Regions from separate parts of the Rattus norvegicus genome. Here region 2 is linked to region 1. The links are chromatin contacts, called in public Hi-C maps. All regions are on one chromosome and are shown on one strand. Each heading gives the region's core, a stretch centred on a gene start, on an enhancer-like site or on the middle of the called end of the contact. The rest is flanking DNA. Distances are from core to core; before and after follow the strand shown. Region 1 has its middle 93 kb from the start of Cpn2. Region 2 has its middle 15 kb from the start of Hes1.

Region 1 (2,829 bases), core at 258-2,757:
TGCCTTCCTCCGAGTTCTTAGATTAAAGGCATGGGCACCTTTATGCACTTTGTCTACTGCTGCCTGGCACTAGAGGGACCATTCTTAGAGAGCCCATATCCCCAGGCATTGTTCTTGCCTGTTCCCATAGTGACTGTATTGTTGTTTACATGGATTGTTCTTGCTGGGCAATGTACCGGAGACAGGATCCGGGTTCTTCAGTCACTGCGTTCCAACAAGGAGCCTCTTATGAATCCATTGTCTGATGGAGATGTGGGACGTCCTGATTCTGTGTCTAAATCCTTTTACTCTCCTGTGTCACTCACCATTCTGGTCCATCTTGATTCTAGCACTAGTCACTCAGAGGTGTCCTTCTGCCCACGGCCTCGAGAGCAGCTCTACGAGGCTGGCTGTCCCTGAGTGCTGGAATCGCCTGTCCTGTTCTTTGCCACACCAGCTCAACTTAGGGCAGGGTGCCCTGATCTATGCAGTAAGGTCTGGCTCACTGCCCTTTGACCTCCTAGGGTGTATGCAATGTTCCTGCCTTTCTGCTGGGCCCTAAGTGTTTCTCCTGTGCGGCTCTGTGTTTTGAAAGGTTCACTGACTCGGGAACTCCCCTAGGGCAGGGGTGACATCAATTGGCCCCCTCCCCCTCTCCATGCCCAAAACACCCAGAACAAGAGCACGTGCGTGCCAAGTAGGTTCCTGGGAAAGGGCAGCTGGTTCTACTGAGTGGGTTTGAAGGTCGAGGGGAGGGGAAGAAGGAGAGAACTCTGAGAAATAGGCCAGCAGGAGGGAAGTCATGAAGTTAAGGGAGGAGGGTGGAGAAGGGAGGAGGAAAGAGCAGGAAGGAGGAAAGGGTGAAGGAGGGAAGAGGAGGGAAGAAGAGGGTGGAGGAGAGGAGGGAGGAGGACTAAAGAAGTAGGGTGAAGAAGGAAAGCAAGTCAAGGACTGTGCAGGAATAGTTAGTGCAAAACCACTGAGAGCAGACGAGGCAGGCAGAGCCTGAGGCATACTAGTTTGCTGGGCAAGGTAAAGCCTCCCAGACAGCAGAGAGCCCAGGGCTCAGCCAGGCACAGATCCTTCTGGCCACAAGGACAGGGCTGATATGAAAGGGTGCCTTAATTCTCCTCCCCAGATATCTGTCTGTTTGTCTGTCTGTCTGTCTGTCTATCTATCTATCTATCTATCTATCTATCTATCTATCTATCTTCTAGTCTTTTTTTTTTCTTCTTTTTTTTTTTTTTTCAGAGCTGGGGACCGAACCCAGGGCCTTGCGCTTGCTAGGCAAACGCTCTACCACTGAGCTAAATCCCCAACCCCCTCTTCTAGTCTTTTTATCGAGGTGAGAGCCAAGCCAGCAGAGCGCTCTCTGTCCCCTCCATAAGGGGTGTTACCATTATCCTCTGTCCCTGCCACCAATACTAGTGCCACCTCATTTTACCTTTGCCTCTTACATCAAAGGCGACACAGTTTCTCGTTACTCACCTTTGTTTCTCATTTCTGTCCTCGCTGCTGTGGTTTATTCAGGCTCAGAGAGGTCAAAAGGCTAACCCTAGGCCATTCCACTCTCATTTAGTCTTCTCCTGGGGTAGGACTAAAACCTGCTCTGGGGGCTGGAGAAGAGAAGAACATTTGCTGTGCTTGTATGCGTGCCTGAGTTCAGATCCCAGCGCCCATGGAAAAGGCCCGGCAGTGTGGCCGTGAATGCCTTTAGCCCCAGAGCTGGGGATGGGGGTAGGGTTGGAGGAGGAGTGGGGCTCAGGATGGGGGTGAGGCTAAGAGGATTGCTGGGGCTTGCTGGCTGCCAGCCAAGCTCACTGAGAGTCCCTATTTGAAGAGAATAAGGATGGGTTGGGGATTTAGCTCAGTGGTAGAGCCCTTGCCTAGCAAGCACAAGGCCCTGGGTTCGGTCCCCAGCTACGAAAAATAGAAAACAAAAAAAAGAGACTAAGGAGAATGATGGAGCAGGGCAGACAATATTCTCTGGTCTCCAAATATACACACATGCAATGTATTCCCGAATTTGAATATATACATATATACCCACAGAGAGGGGGAGACAGACAGACAGACAGACAGACATACAGAGGGAGAGGGAGTGAGAGAAACAAAGAAGGAGAGGTTGTGGCTTCTCCTAGAAAACATTGCTGGGCATAGCCTAAATCTGTGCCTGTGTGTCTGTCCTGGTTTCTGTGTGTGCACACCTGTGTCATTGATACCCTTTGTGAGGGGGTGATCATAGTCACTTAGCGGGTGTACACATGCAGTACTGTGCTGGAGTGCCCTGAGGTCAAGCCCGTCACAAGTGGCCTATGTGTATATGCTGTCACGCACAGGGGCACTCCACCCTCTTCTCAGATGTCTTGGCTGTGGCTTTGACAACTGAAACCCAGCTGCGCTCTGGCCGGGGAAACATCCGCTGTGGAAACCTAGAGGCTGACAGTCCCTAAAGAGGGTTTCCACATGCTGCCAGAGAGCACGCCTGGCCCTCCGCCTAATTCCCTGCAAATGCTCCTTAAATCTGTTTCTAATTTGGACACTGCCTCCTCCCGTTCTCACCAAGCCTTCTCACTCTCCCAACTTGCCTCAAGCCAGTCAAATTATGCTGAATAATGACTGTAGAGGGGAGGGGAACTCGAAAGGTCCGCCTGGACTATTGGAGGGTGTAATAGTGTCCCCCCTCTTTTATTTTTACAGAGAATGGTCCAGGAATCAAAATTAATGAATAAATTGGGCTAACGTTGCAGGCCACGCCACTTTGGGGAAGAACTCAGTAACTTTCGTGGCCCCCTGTCCTCCATGTTTAAGAAAGCCCATGTGAATGTGTGTAGAGATACACAGCAAGGA
Region 2 (2,867 bases), core at 285-2,784, 110 kb after region 1:
GGCTGCCTAAACATATTGAGCAAGAAGGACACCCGTAGACATGCTTACATGGAAGGGGAAAGTTTAGTTGGACTCAGCTGAAGACCAAGAACTCCAGGGAAGAACAATACCAATTTGTTATCCAATATCACATAGTTCTGAAAATATACACATATAAGTGACATTACACAGACTGAGCAGGTTGTATTTATATATTGAGGAACACACACACACACACACACACACACACACGCGCGCGCGCGCCCCTATTAAAGAAAAAAGGCTATGAATTTGAGATAGACCAAGGACGGGGCGTAACATGGGAGGTTTGGAGAGAGGAAAGGGAAGGTAGAAATGAGGTAATTATGTTATCATTTAAAAAAATAAAAAATACATATCAAACTTTCAAGTATACTTTAAAGGCTGTGGCCAAGAGGCTCCTCCAAGGTCATAAACAAAGCCAAAGAGAACTTCAAAGACCCCCAGAGTAAATTTGACTCAAGTGCTGGGCCCAGGTGGTTCAAAATGCAGGAGCACTTCATCTTAAATTTTGTGCTCACAAACACCCCGTGGACATCTAGTCACAACCCTGTTCCCATAGTTTCTCAGTATAACTGGCTCCTTAGAGCATGGTTAAGGCCCCCTCAGTGTGCAAAAGCGAAACCTCATAGGTCTGCAGAGTATCTTTCATGTGCCTTCTGTCTCTTAAGTTATAACAGGGCCAGCTCAGGGCCGAAGGGAGGAGAGAGCGAGCCTGTAAATCTTTTGGGGGGTATTGGGGATTGAACCCAGTGCCTCCTTGCACATGCTTCACTACTTCACTAATCTAACCTCCACTCCTTGACTAGAGGACTTAACCTGATAATTCAGAGAGCTGAGTTGACCTGAGAGGGATCAATTCTCTGGACAAGGGGAGTGAAAGAGAAAGGCCTCCTAATGTGGCCTCAAGCAGAACCCCTGAGGCCGTTTCCTCATTCTTTTCCACAAGCCAAAGGTTCAGTCACTGTTCTCCTAGTGTTGCCGAATCTAGACAGGTTCTGGGTGGATCTTAAGGAGAGATGTGACGAAAAACTGAGAAGCATCTCTGGTGTCAGCCCACTTGTGAGACACCCACAGAGACCTAGAAGAGGACAAACGAATGCTGTGCTGTATTTACAGCTGATCTTAGCCTGAATTGGCAGTCAAGGGGGGGGGGGGGGAGTATTTTCCTATAGGTTGACAAAGACTCACTAAAAACTGTAAATAGGTTGGCTATAAAAGTAGCCTAAGTACCTGGGGACAGGGAGAAAATAGTCACTACGCATACTCTCTTGACACAGGCTAGCCTCATAGGCCAGCCCGTAGGGTGGATACTGTTAGGCTTTCTGGGAAACAGATAAGGGATGCATGTGGCTTTGTGGGGCTGAGCTTATCTTAGAAGGTATCGGAATGAACTTTCGAGTCTTTTGTCAAGAGTTCAGTTGAGGAAAAACCGGCTGGAGCTGGGCACTTCTTGAGACTCAGCAAAGTAGATCATTTACACCGTGGACAATGAATAACGCTGTGCGTGGCTTCCCTGGACACCTCATGAAAAGCAGGCCTTGGGAAAACTCCAGTAAACGAAGCATGCCAACAGGGCCTGAGGTGGGAAAGGGCGGTGAGAAAGGGAAGAGGGAAACGCCAAGGCAGGTTGTAATTCGTTGTAATTCGGTGCTGAGTGGTGCCAGTAATGCTCAACAGGTTTGGGGAATTTTTTTTTTTTTTTTGGTTCTTTTTTTTTCGGAGCTGGGGACCGAACCCAGGGCCTTGAGCTTCCTAGGTAAGCGCTCTACCACTGAGCTAAATCCCCAGCCCCAGGTTTGGGGAATTTTTTGCCTGCTTGTTTAAGAAAATCTTCTAAGTCCCTTGTCATAGACAACTCTGGTTGTCAACTTGACACACCCAGGAAGGAGGAACGGCAACTGAGGAATTGCCTTCGTTAGACTGGCCTATAAGTATGTCTTTGGGGGTATTTTCTTGATTGCTAATTGATGTAAAGGGCTCAGCCACCGTGGGTGGCATCAGCCCTGGGCAGGTGCGCTGGGGCTGAGTAGGCAAACAGAAGCAAGTCCATATGCAATTTCTTCCGTGGTCTTGGCTCCATCTCCTTTCCTCCAGGTTCCCGACTGGAGTCCCTGCCTCGGCTTCCCTTGATGCTGACTGTGAGACCTGTAAGCTGAACAATCCCCAACTTGGTTTTGATTGGTCAAACCAATCACAGCAACAGAAGCAGATGAGGCTAGCCCTATTGCATGACAGGCGTTGTGGTAGCTCCTAGGGAGGCAGAGAGACCATGGAAAGAGTTCCCACACTTACACAATGGGTAGTTTAACATGATAACAACTGGTGACAGCCCAGTACATAAGGAAATGATATAAAAAACAACGTCTGAAGAGGAGGCCCCCGGGTGAGGCTTCTAAGGTTGCAGAGTCTAAGCTGAGACCTAAAGGCTAGTATAGGCCAGATTGATTTGCCCTGGGGATGGAGCAGTGGGGTGGAAGTGGGGGATTAGGAAAATTTGTTGTTGGTTCGGTTTCCTTTCTTCTTTCTGTTTCTTTTCTTTTGTTTGATAGTTTTTGTTTTGTGAGACAGTATCTTTGTGTAACCTTGGCTAAATCTGCTTGCTACTGCCTCCAGAGTGCTGGGATTAAAGATTTGGGCTAGCTACCATCACCCTCTCCCTCTCCCTCTCCCTCTCCCTCTCCCTCTCCCTCTCCCTCTCCCTCTCCCTCTCCCTCTCCCTCTCCCTCTCCCTCTCCCTCTCCCTCTCCCTCTCCCTCTCCCTCTCCCTCTCCCTCCCCCTCCCCCTCCCCCTCCCCCTCCCCCTCCCCCTCCCCCTCCCCCTCCCCCTCCCCCTCCCCCTCCCCCTC

Evidence for each region. Hi-C and Micro-C count contacts between places; a contact is called where the count stands out from the background.
Region 2: a Hi-C map of kidney shows a contact between it and region 1, with 4 times the contacts expected there. The contact joins two enhancer-like sites. A contact is called at or near these places in 6 of 12 Hi-C or Micro-C datasets (the A7r5 cell line, hepatocytes, kidney and 2 more).

Annotation. Positions count from the first base shown.
Region 1 is chr11:84,082,459-84,085,287 of GRCr8, forward strand. No RefSeq gene overlaps it. Among named protein-coding and RNA genes, the nearest start is that of Cpn2, 93 kb to the left of the region's middle. Within about 2 kb of position 1,508, at least 16 of the 93 cell types and tissues checked have an H3K27ac peak or open chromatin away from gene starts, as enhancers often do. A contact at or near this core is called in kidney, where this site is marked.
Region 2 is chr11:84,196,442-84,199,308 of GRCr8, forward strand. No RefSeq gene overlaps it. Among named protein-coding and RNA genes, the nearest start is that of Hes1, 15 kb to the right of the region's middle. Within about 2 kb of position 1,535, at least 4 of the 93 cell types and tissues checked have an H3K27ac peak or open chromatin away from gene starts, as enhancers often do. A contact at or near this core is called in kidney, where this site is marked.